2 separate regions of the Hordeum vulgare genome follow, and region 1 is linked to region 2. Evidence: chromatin contacts called from public Hi-C data. All regions are on one chromosome and are shown on one strand. The core of a region is the stretch at or near the end of the contact, and the rest is flanking DNA. Distances in the headings are between cores, read along the strand shown.

The links. Hi-C and Micro-C count contacts between places; a contact is called where the count stands out from the background.
Region 1: a contact with region 2 is called in a Hi-C map of leaf, with 3 times the contacts expected there. The contact joins the enhancer-like site here to the promoter of LOC123408976 in region 2. A contact is called at or near these places in 2 of 6 Hi-C or Micro-C datasets (leaf and seedling).

What each region holds. Positions count from the first base shown.
Region 1 is chr7H:575,679,448-575,685,473 of MorexV3_pseudomolecules_assembly, reverse strand. No RefSeq gene overlaps it. Among protein-coding and RNA genes, the nearest start is that of LOC123409843, 8.5 kb to the left of the region's middle. Within about 2 kb of position 3,828, at least 3 of the 3 cell types and tissues checked have open chromatin away from gene starts, as enhancers often do. A contact at or near this core is called in leaf and seedling, where this site is marked.
Region 2 is chr7H:575,432,621-575,439,529 of MorexV3_pseudomolecules_assembly, reverse strand. LOC123408976 (tyrosine-sulfated glycopeptide receptor 1-like) reads right to left here and starts at 2,592. Exons shown (of 1, transcript XM_045101990.1): 1 at 1-2,592. The coding sequence starts at 1,687.

The sequences.
Region 1 (6,026 bases), core at 2,579-5,078, 240 kb before region 2:
CATTTACGAAGACCGTGCCGCGCTACACACATTTAACGGTCCAAATGCGCGGAAGGCAGGGAGTATGCATTTCCGAAGGTAGTACCTATCTGTTGCTTATTGCGGCGGACTGCTGGATAAACGCACGGGAGACCAACTGGGCCAGCCCACTGGCGCACGGACCGATCTGTATGGAGAAACGATCGGACGCGAGAGTCACAAATTAGGGAGCCCTTCTTCCGGAGCCTTCCAGAGAGCACTCCCGCACGCTCTAACTTGACGCGTTTTCAGCCGCCGTCACGTGTCAGACTCTGAGCGTTTCATCATGATTTTGTTTTTTTATTTTTATTTTCGCACGCGTTTTCGACTCTTTAGATTGTTTTTTTTTTGTGTTTCGGTTTTTCACCATCCGTTTTTAGTTTTTTTACGAAGAAAAATTCAAACCTTTTTTATAAAAAAATATTTTTTTACGAGAGACACGATTTTGCTTCCGTGAGAGACATGTTTTTGACTCCGTGAGAGGCACAGCCGTGCCTCTCCAAAACGAAAAAAAACATGTTTCTGTTTTATTGTGAGAGGTACAGTTTTTTCTTCCGCGAGAGGCACGGTCGTGTCTTTCGGATTTTGTTTTGCAAGAGGCACGATTTTGCTTCTCTGAGAGACACGGTTTTGCTTTCATGAGAGGCATGACCGTGCCTTTTAGAAAGGAAAAATGTGCGTTTTTTAGAGAGACACGATTTTGTTTTCGTGAGAGGCACAATTTTGCCTTCATGAGCGTGCCTCTCGGAAAGGGAAAAAAGTGCGAAAAAATGTGTTTTTTGTTTTATTCTACCCCGGGGACATGGTTTTTTTGGTATGGTTCTTTCAAGAAAAAAAGGTTCTTTAAAACCTATCAATATGGGATCTAGTTTTGAAGATCTCGATGCGAGAAATTCAATGATGAAGACGGTTCGAGATTTGGACGCACAGTTTAGGAGATAAAATGATTTAAAAAACAAATCTACGAAAAAAGAGAAAATTCCAGGTTATGACAAGTGGCACGCATACAATGCACCACTTGTTGTGATCTAGGAATTGGAGTGATCTTTGAAAGAAGTACTCGCTAACTACTGATTTCGATCTAGGAATTGGAGTGTGAATGATTACAGAGCAGCGTATCTTTATAAGAACCAAAAACAACGCAGGGCCAAACCATTTATAGCTCGGAACAAAATTATAAGCACCAAAAACAACGCAGAGCCAAACGTGAACAATTTCTAAAACAGGAACATTTATTAAATTTCGAACAACCTTTTACAAACACAAACATGTTTTTAAAAGATGTGAACATTTTTTGAATGTATGGAGTAATTTTAAAACGAGAACATTTTTAGTTAGTGAACATTTTTTGAAAAAACGGAATTTTGCATCTGTGAACAAATTTTGAAACTCTGAAAACAATTAGGAAAGTCCGAAGATTTCTTAATTTATGAAGAAAAATTTAAAACAGGAACAATTCTTGAACTTATGTACATTTCTTGAAAAGGAGAATATTTGTTAGAAAACGAAGGCTAGTTTTCGAACTCTCGAAGATAATTATAAAACATGAACATTTTTTAAAATTTGTGAACATTTTTTGAAACACCCAAAAAATTGTAACATGAACATTTTAACAATTTTTCAAAACGGGAGCGTTCATTGTAGTTCCAAATAATTTTTAAATAACATTCCAAACACTTTTTCAAAAACACAAACAAAATTTAATAACACGATCATTCTTTCTCCTGTAAAAAGGGAAACGTGAACATTTTCAGTAATTGTGAACTAGTTTTGAAAGAAGGAATATTTTTTGAAATTCCAAAAAAAATTTAAAAGGTTGTGAACATTTTAAAGAACAACATATCAAACAAAGAAAAAAAGAATGAATTTTGAAAATTGCGAATTTTTTTTGAAACATGAATTTTATTTGAACTCATGAAAAATGGAGATTTTAGGAACAATTGATGAAACATGAACTATATTTAAAGTTTGTAAAGAACTATTTGTAATGGGAACATTTTTCAAATTCTCCGCATATTTTAAAAAGTGCAAACTTTTTTGAAAATCCTGGTCAACAAAACAATAAAATACAACGATTTATAAAAATATTGAAAAGAAAGAGGAGAAAGAAAATTAAAACTAAGATGAAAGGAAAGAAAGAAAAGAAAAGAAAAAAGAAATAGAAACAAAAGAAAAAAAAGAAAATGGAAAATTTTGAGGAAAAAAAGGAAAATGAAAAAAATAGAACAAAGAAAAAGAACGATACTGTAACTTTCTAGAAGTTTCCCCAAACCAGGAAAAAAGGGTTAGGAACCTGTAGAAGGTTCAGAAAACCGGGGACATTGAAACGCTTAAACGGGTTAGGTTGCTCGGCGGTGCAAACTGCGAAGTACCGACAGTTTGACGGAATGAGCGGCAAATAGGGAATACCAAACCCTGTATAGTTCATTTTGTAACTCCCCCCCCCCCCCCCCCCCCCCCCGCCAATAAACCTCTTTTTTATTCCGTTTTAAAGTCTATACAAAGAGCTCTCAATGTTATTGGAACTGCGCACCTCCTGGTTTTAGTACCAAACACATAACCAAGTGGGAATCCCGACCTCGTGAATTCATGACCTTTTTTCAAAAATTGTTTTTTTTAATTGATGAACTTTTAAATTTCAAAATGTTTTTCAAAATAGATGAACCTCTTCGAGTTCATGATCTTTTTTCATTTTTTCGTGCACCTTTTTGTAAATCTATGACTTTTTTCAATGACAAATTTTCTCACAAGTTTGATCACATTTGTTTTACGAAAGTCAACTACTCGATGGTTAACTAGTCAATGCAGAGTGGTGAAAGGTTAATCGGTTAATCCATCACCGAGCCCCGAACTATATGTATCGTTTTTTGAGGTGAGTGATCAAGCATGCTTGTTGGGCTAGGGCCAGGCGACTCGCGCGTGCGCGCCATGAACATTCAGTGGCTCTAAAAGATGCCGGTGAAGAGCTCTCATGCGTTTGTGAGTTGTCCGACGCACAAGTTCAATAGGGATTTTGCCAGGCCAACGCCTCCCAGAATTAACATGGCAAGGTGGACGCATTCACAATCCGAAGCCAAATTAAACACACAAGGTGAAGGAAGGGAGCTCTAATCAAGAATATCTTATTTAATGCAATTTGCGTTGAATTGACGCGACTTCGCATAGGAAGGACCTTGCTAGCGATTCTTTGGGCCGGCCCTATTTAGAGCACACACCCTTGGATTTTGGGAACCTTCTAGAAGATTTTGGTCCTGTTATTCCACTATTTTTTGTTTTCGTTTTCCTTCTTGTTTCTTTAATGGTTTTCATCTATCTATTTTGTTTTTTGTTTCTTCTTTTTCCACAAGTTCCCTTTTTTTTAAATAATGCCCATTTGTTTCAAAAACAAATAAAAATTTGTCCGGTTAAAATATTTGCTTAAAATTCTAGATAAGTCAAAAAACTGTTCAGAAATTCAAAAGATATTTTTTAAAATATTTGCGTTTAGAAACGTCCTCTGAATTTTCCGAAAATATGGCTTCAAAAAATTGTTCACGCTTTCAATTTAAAAAATGATAACGTTTTCCAGAAAAATAATCATGTTCTACAGAAAAATGTCCGTTTCAAATTGTTCAAAATTTTAGAAACATTTTTCATTCTTCAAGAAATAATTTTGGAAAAAAAACATCCCGTGCTATAGTCTCCGCCACAGTGTCACTGAGTCGCTACAGTAGATACACACAAAAAACGCGAAAGCAGAGGAGCGCAACACGTGAATGTCGCCAATGGGTCGGCCCGTTGGCTCTCGCCTGTGTGTTTTGGGGTCCTTTTGACGCCAGATGCGTCGTGTAGGAACTCCCCACTAATCAATCATACGCTCCAGTTCCCATTTGCTGCTTACTCTCTCAATGAATTAAATCCCAGAACCAGTCCTTTTTTACTACTAGTGTTTTCTGCACGTGATAACCGGGGAGCATCGAGTGCCCGTCACAACTGCTCTTTTCACCAAGAACAACGCTACTACTACGACTTGCTACTTTTCAGCTTCCACGCTCGATACGGCTGCAAGTTGCAAGCACCAGTACACATTTCCGGTAGTTGAATTGTGGAACAGCTGCCCCTGCAATTGACCCCGGCGCTGCAAGCGAATCTGTCAAAAGTCGCCGGCGGAATATTTCACGCTCTTTATCACGCGCTAATTTAAGGACCAGAGCCTGGATTAAAACCGATAAAAATAGAATCTGTGAAAGGGAGAGCGCCTTTGAATACGTGGTACCCCCTCCGTCCGAAGTTATTTGTCGCGCAAATTAATAAAAATAAATGTATTTAAAACGAAAATATATCTAGATACATTCATTCCTATGATTAGTATTTATAGACGAAGGAAGTACTACTCTATATTTTAAACAGCTTATTGTATCGCATATATTATTGATTTTATTTATAATTAATTAATTCTTGAAATATATTAAACCCTGTATATATGACCGAGTCCTCTGACTATCCACTATCTAAAGTTACGTACTGTTGGCTTCCTCACAATTGATGAGTCGGAAGCAGCCAAAAGATCCAGCAAAAAGTAAAGGCATAAGATTATCGCAACAGCGATAAGAAAAATATAAGCAGATAACTAAGAAAAAATGACATTTTATAATCACATACACGTACATTGTTTATTCATAGTTTGTGACTGTGAAGGAAAGCAACAGACTAGCAGTGCCAAAAAACTTGTAAAAGTCGTCATAGACTCAAGACTGATCCAAGAACTCGAACTGAAAGAAAATTTTAGTCCATGAACTCAAGAATCGCACAGATTAGTCCACAAATTCGATTAACAAATACGTTTTTCATTAAAAACAATTGGAAGAGGCTTATCTGCGAAGGTTAATTTCACGGAGGGAGTTTTTAGCAAAAAAATACATCTCTCTCAACAGATGTCTACAAGTGTGTCGGTTCATGCTATCAAACGAGGCCCGTCCAGCCAAATGGAAATCATTTTGGGCTACCACCATTGTAGTAAACTTGCACGACAATCCCATAATCTTCCGGGAGAAGTTCTGCTTCATGCGTGGGTGGCGGTGAGGCTCTTGCGTGGTTGAGGGATTTCTTCGTCTCGGCTCGGTAGGCTCCCCTCCAAATTGAGCTCGACGTCATCTCCCTCACAAAAATGTGGACTTCCTTGCGTAGATCCATAACGGGGATTGCCATAGCAAGAGAGAAACAAGGAGATTAATGTATGTGATATGTTCGTTTTACATCATGATATTCTATTGATATTTATATTGTTTTTGTTATCATTCCACTTTATGATATAATTCTAATGTCTTTTATCTCTTAATTTGCAAGATCGACACAAAGAGGGAATTTGCCGGAAATTGGAATTCTGGTGCCTGGGAGGCCCACAAAAGGCTTTCGATGCCCCTCTTTTGCTATATCAAGGGTTTTGGCCTAGAAACATTAGGAGGATACTTTCGGGTCGAAGCACCGCTGTCTCGAGATGGAAACCTGGACATGAGCACTTTTGCTCTCCGGCAAAGAGATTCTGCGAGGGGAACTTCCCTTCGGGATAGGGAAATCGAAGCCATCGTCATCATCAACGCTTCCTCCTTCGTGGGAGGGCCAATCTTCATCAACATCTTCACCAGCACCATCTCATCTCAAACCGTAGTTCATCTCTTGTATGCAATCTTTATCTCAAAACCTCAGATTGATACATGTGGGTTGCTAGTAGTGTTGATTACATCTTGTACTTGATGTTTGTTGGTTTATTTGGTGTAACGTAATAGTTCAGATCCTTTATAATATTCATTACACCTCTGATCTTGAACATGATGATGATTTGTGAGTAGTTTCTTTTGTTCTCGAGGACATGGGAGACGCCTTGTTATAAGTAATCATATGAAGTTGGTATTCATTCAATATTTTGATGATATGTATGTTGTTGCTTCCTTTAGTGGTGTCATGTGAACATCGACTACATGACACTTCACCATACTTGGGCATAAGGGAAGGCATTGTGGATTAATATG
Region 2 (6,909 bases), core at 1,343-3,842:
GGCCCGTCCTGACCGCCGCCCCGTTGTCGGGCGTCAGGGTGAAGACGAGCGGCAGAGGGCCCGGATTGAACTCCGCCATGGCCTTTTCCGACGTCAGCAGTGGCAGCTCCATCAACGACGGCGGTAACTCCCCGGCGAAGTGGTTGCCCGACAGGTCCACGTAGTAGAGCTTCTTCATGGCGCCGAGCCAGCTGGGGATCGGGCCGGTGAGGCGGTTCCCGGCGAGGTTCAGGACATTGAGGCCCTGCAGCTTGGACATCCACAACGGTATCTGGCCCTTGAGACCGCACTCCTCCATGACGATCAGCCGGACGTTGCTGACGTGGTCACCGACCCAGCCGGCGTCCGGCAGGGCCTCGCCGTAGAAGTTGTAGGAGACGAGCAGCGCGGTGAGGTCCTTGCAGCCCTGAAGGTTCCAGAACATGCCGCTGATGTTAGTAAAATTGTTGATGGTCAACGAGAGGAACTGCAGCCCTCTCATGTTGCCGATCTCCGGCGCCACCTGCCCATTGATGTCGTTGTTGGCCACGCGCAGGGCTGTCATCGACGTGCAGGAGTAGACGCTGGGCGGCATGGTGCCGGTGAGGTTGTTGGCGGCGAGGTCCAAGACGGTGAGATTGGTGAGGCGGGAGAAGTCAACGGCCCCGAGGTCCCCGACGAAGCTGTTGGACCGAAGGTCCAGGTACCGGAGGCTGGTCCAGTTGCCGATCACCGGCGGGATGGTGCCGGTGAGGTTGTTCTTCCCGAGCCGGAGCTCCTCCAGCATCGTGAGCTCGCCGATGGACTCCGGCAGCCCGCCGGTGAGCGCATTGTAGGTCAGGTCAAGCTTGACGAGATTGATCAGCCTGGCGATCCGCAGGCGATCAAGCCTCCCCTGTATCCTATTGGACGGGAGCGCCAGCTGCTCCAGCGACGTCACGTCGAAGAGGTCGTCGGGGAGCTCGCCGGTGAGATTGTTGCGGCCGGCGCTGAGGACCCGCAGCCGCGAGCAGTTGCCGAATCCGACGGGGACGGCCCCGCCGAACGCGTTGACGGAGACGTCGAGCACGGCGAGCGCCGGGCAGATGACGCAGAGCGACGGGATCGCGCCGGCGAAGCTGTTATTGCTGGCATTGAGCGACACGAGGCCGGGCGTGAGCTGCCAGACCGTGGAAGGGAACCGCCCGGACAGATGGTTGCTGGACACGTCCAGCACCTGCAGCGGGAGGCGGGCGCGTCCGACGGAGGCCGGCACGTCCGGGAGCGCGCCGGAGAGGCGGTTGTAGCTGACGTCGACGACGGAGGCGTTGGGCAGGGCGAGCAGCTCCGCGGGGAAGGCCCCGGCGAGGCCGTTACCGGAGAGGTTGAGGTGCGTGAGCGCGGCGAGCCTGGCCACCGCCGGCGAGATCGTCCCGCCGAGCCCGCGGCCGGGGAGGGACACGCTGGTGACCCCGCCACCACCTCCCACATCGCATCCCACGCCCTCCCAAGCGCAGCAGTCCCGCGAGCCGCGCCACGAGGCGGCGATGCCGTCCCCGGGCCGCGGCGAGAGCGCGTCGAGGAAGGCCAGCAGCGCCTGCCTCTCCCCCTCGCCGCACGCGCCGGCGGCCGAGCCCGCCAACAACAGCAGGAGGAACGGCAGGACGACGGCAGCCACCACCGCTCCCGGCGAAATGACGACCCGCTGCCGGTGGTGACCGATGATCATAGCGAGGCCTCCACCGCCGCCAGCAACATGGGGAATGAGTAACCGATCGATCGCAGGTCGTCGTAGCCGGTTCGTCTGGCGCGTGGACTTTTTTCTTTGGATGGGGGCGGGAACGGACCGCGAAGGAGGTTGAAGCTAGCGTCCCATTGGCCGGCGCGGTATGCAGCATGGGGCGCGTTTTATTTATCCGTCGCCGTAGGAGCATAGGTTATTATCCGGCCTGCTCGAGGTCAACGGCCATGGCCATGGAGGTAGTGCTTCGCGAGTCATGTCATGTTGTGGAGCTGCTGCTGCTGTGGGCATGGGGCAGGTCTGACTTTTGGCAAGTGCGGCTGATGGGGCCTCCAAGGGGCGGCTCATTGGCCGGAGCTCGAGGCCTCGAGTGGGAATCCCTCCCTCCCTCTCGAGCACGCAAGACACCCATCCATGTTGCCTCCCCGTTTGTTTTGTTTATTTATATATATCTGGGCCGGGCCTGAGAGTCGTCACGTTGCTCCGGGTGATCGGATCAGACGCTGGTACGATAAAAATGGTCGTGTTCGTTAGTGATGCCATCACGCGATGTGTTCTGATCGAGACGGAGGGGCTTTTCTGTACGGACGTGTTCGCCCGGTTCCGGATGATGATTTTTTTTTCTTTTTTCTTGAGGGGAGTTCCAGATGATTATAGTGTAGTACTTCCGTTGCCGTCGGGGCTTTGCGGGGTTTTGGAGGATTGCTGTGAGGTGCGACGTCGGCTAGCTCCTGGTATGCTTATCGTTTCCTTGGCTCGCTGGCGTTTCAGAGCTGCTGGGGGTGTTCATGGGCGACTCTCGGTTCTTCCAAGAGCACCTGAAATTAGACTGCCCAAATCTGGCGTCTCGAACCTCCGTGTGTTCGAATTTGTTCGTTTTAAGCTTCTATATATTTGTTCGTGCATCCAACTATATATTATTTTCCTTTTTTTCTTGTATGTTATCTGTCCAGTTACATGCATGTGATTTATGAAGATGAAAGTAATGAAGAAAAACGAAAAACTAAAGAAAGAGAAAAGATGATTCACGATGGATCAAATCCTATGTGTCAACTCACACTTTTTATATTGCCCCACACATGAGTTTTTTTTTTTGAAACCATCTCAATGCCATTCAATCAAACGTGTGCAGCTAAATCGCTGGCAACAAAATCCCGGGCGAAGGTAGGAACGCGGCCCGGCCATACGGCTTGGGGTTCCACGACCATCTTCGCGCCGAAATTAGTAAGTACATGTGCTACTCTATTACAAGCCCTTGGGCAATAAGACAAGGAAAAGCTGCTGAAATGTAAGAATGCTTGCGCTTTAATCTCACGAAACAACACACCATTTGGGGATAAGTCCAGATCCGTCGACGAAACGGCTTTGACGAGCAGCTGAGCATCAGTTTCAATTTGCACTCGTTGCATACCATACTCCTGGGCAATGGCCCACACATGAGTTGAATATAGGAGTTTGTGGACAATCTGGGCACATGAGGACAAAGTGAAGCGTTAGGCAGATTTATTCCTTCTCTATTTTATCTGCTTAGTGGTCGGATTGCATGTCTTGTCAATTTGAGGGGACGGGTTATAGATGCTCTAATATCGGCTCTGCTATTTAACCAATGCAAGATTTTTTTCTTATTCCGTTTAAGTCTTTTTCTCCATTTGTATTTACTCTCCTTTTCCTTTATTTATCTATGCGTCAACTATTCATTTCTCTATTTGTGTGTGTGTGCATGTGTATATATTGTCTAGGGTGCCAGATTATATATAACTTTTTGAAACGCGGTCTACTTTATATAATGGGTCAGATTATTACAAATGAATAAAATGGATGTTTTCCTGGTTATCACTGATGTGAGTTCTTTCTAGGCAATATATCCACATGCACACACACAAATTAACCAACCGTTTCGGTGCCCATGTACCAGCATTGGTATATGTATTAATGGACAGCGACGGAGCTATGTGGGGGGTAAAACAGTGCCATGGCATGTCCCAACATAGAACGAAAACAAATGCAAAGTATGAGCCCGATTGGGCTATTCCTGAATTTTTTGGTTGGTATTCTTCAGATTGCATGGTATTCCTGATTTTTTTTTGTTGGTATTCTTCAGATTGCATGGTATTCCTGAATTTTTTGGTTGGTATTTTAGGAATAAAACACTATTTTTACAACGCAAAAAAAGGTTGGTTAGTTTTCAACATAAAATATGTACATTCAAGTTCTATGAACTTTACGGGCAAATCATATATTTTTTGAGCGGATGGAAAATATCGTATTATTGTTTAAAGAACGCACTACCAAATGCTTGTGTTTGCATATTACTAGTATAAAATAGTGTAATTTATGTGCAAACTGTATGCAGATATTTATGTTTATGTATAATGGTAAACGTAACCCATTAATATAATCATTAATAAGTGCAAACTTTTCCGATATGGTGTAGTTGGAAGAATTCAAAAAAGAAAACTGAAATTATCATGTGTGGGTGCAATAGCAACAATTACATGCTTAACATAAGAAACTATAGCTAGTTCATCTTCATAAGTATAATTCATATTGGTATCATGGTCATAAGCATAGCAAGCATCAAGTTCATCAAAAAAGGATATTTCAAACCGAATCCAAGCGATCATAGCAATTATCATAGCATTTATCCTTCGGTATGCCGGAAGGAGAATCAAACATTGTATGAGTTAAAGAGTTACTCTCATTAGAAGGTAGGCACGGGTAGCTAATCCGTGCTTCCTCCTTTTGTTCTTCGCTTTTCTCCTCATCTTTTTCATCTAATGAGCTCACAGATTCAACAATTTCTTCTTTCATAGATTCCTACAAAATACTAGTCTCTTCCAAGGCAACAAACATTCTTTCAAAAAATTCATTAATATAGGCATTGTATTCATAGTTCTCATAGTAATATTTAAGTATGTCAAAAATTTCAGATTTGTAAAGAATAGCATCATACTTTTCAATCAAAGAAGCAATTTCACAAGCAACCTTAAAAGCACCAAATTCTTCTATTTGTCCCATATCGTAGTAATCATATACATCATTAGCATAAGAGGTCAAGGTTTCATTATCATTAAATTCGCATTGAAAGGGAAGGTGTGAAGTCTCCATCTTAGAGCAACAAGTATAATCACATCTCAAGCATAAATTCCAAGCATACCAACGCAACATTTTAATTTGATCCCATAAATGTTTGGATTTTTCAGTCAAGCGATAATCCCTAAAGTACACACGTTGATCTAATGTTTGTCCCATTATCAAGTTCAATGGGGATTTCTCAGGATTATCAAAGTAGTATTTAATGTTTTCCACATAACCAACATCAAGGGTTTTAGGAGTTTCCCATCTTCATGAGTGGCAAGTACAACTAATTTTTTGGTGTTTCGTGTTCCATATCCATAACTAAATATATAAAACAACTTATATCAGAAAATAAGATTACCTAGTGATAAAGCAAACAAGCACACATGAGAATATCAACCGCTATGCTATTGCTCCCCGGCAACGGCGCCAGAAAAATGTCTTGATAACCCATAAGTGTAGGGGATCGTTTGTAGCCTTTTTTGATAAGTAAGAGTGTAGAACCCAATGAGGAGCTAAAGGTAGAATTAATATTCTCTCAAGTTCTATTGACCACTGATACAACTCTACGCACACATACACTTACTTTACCTAGTACAAGTATGAAACTATTTTACGGGAAGGAAACTAGAAGTACTTAGTAGGTGTAATAGATAGTTTTCCAAGATAATAAAGAACACAGAAATAAGAGTTAGGTACTGTTTTAGATAAATATTAATTAGTTAGTTGTTTATTAGAAAGCTTTTTGTAACGCAAGATAAATATTGTCCATAGGAAATTGAATATAATATGATAGATAATTAAGATATGCAATGTGAGAGAGGCATACGCTAACACACTTTTCATACTTGGATCATATGCACTTATGATTTGAACTCTAGCAAGCATCCGCAACTACTAAAGATCATTAAGGTAGAACCCAACCATAACATTAAACATCAAGTCCTCTTTACTCCCATACGCAAACAACTTCCTTACTCGGGTGTAAGCTTCTGTCACTCTAGCCACCCACTATAAGCGAATCATGAACACATTGCAAAACCTCCAACGTGAATCCTTCATGTGTGCCCCTCACGGAAGATACCGGGACATCACCATATCAACACACAACTCATATCAATAACATCATACCACAATTAACCCGTAGGACAAAAGTATTGGGACGGATTTCCATTAGATCCCTCGGTAGGGTTCAACGAGACCAGAAGTATTGGGACGGAGTCTCCACACACAATTTACCCAGGTTCGGGCCTCCGAAGCGGAATACCCTACATCCTGCTTTGTCTTGTTATTCATGGTGAGGAAGTACCTCGTGCATAGGATTACAATGGTGTTTGAGATGTCTACCGAGAGTTGAGTTTCTTATTCACCCCCTAATGAGGACCTAGGACTCCCTTTATCTAGCCAGGAGAGACCTGGGGTTTACACAGGAGGTAGGTCAGGTCAATTCAGCTGCCGCCCTATGTCTTGGGGAGCACACTCATTGCCATCGCCTCTTTATGGTTCCCTGATACTCCTTGGGCCTGGCGTGCCCTAGGTAAGGTTGAGGCCGAGCTCCCTTACATTTGGTACCCTAGGTCGAGGACCCTGTCATTATAAACACAATCTTAATAAATTATATGACTTGTTTTACTCATTAAATAAAATCCGTAAAAAACTAAAATTTGACATGTTAGTGTTATAAGCTCAAAAATCTAGTAAAGTGAAAAAATGTTTTATGTACCATTAAATCACATAGTATTACATGTTAAATTGGGGTTCTTATGCCACTCACTTACCAAAAAGATACTATCAAGTGAACTTTGACAAAACCAGTGTTAATTTTCTACATAGTTATGTGTAAAACTAAGATTCCATCGAGAGTTAAGATCTTTATGTGATTAGTTATTAGAAACAGTACATTAACAAAAAACAATTTAATCAAGAGGGGATGGGTTGGTAGCAGAGCTTGCCCTTTTTGTGGTTTGGATGAATCTATTGATCGTCTTTTCATGATTTTTCCCTATATAGAATGTTGTGGAATATTATAAAATGAGATTTTGATTTACTTGACGTGCATGATAGTTCAAATGCTTTGGTTAATGCGTGAATGAATAAGTTCCTAACTGATGAAAAACACCTCATATTTACGG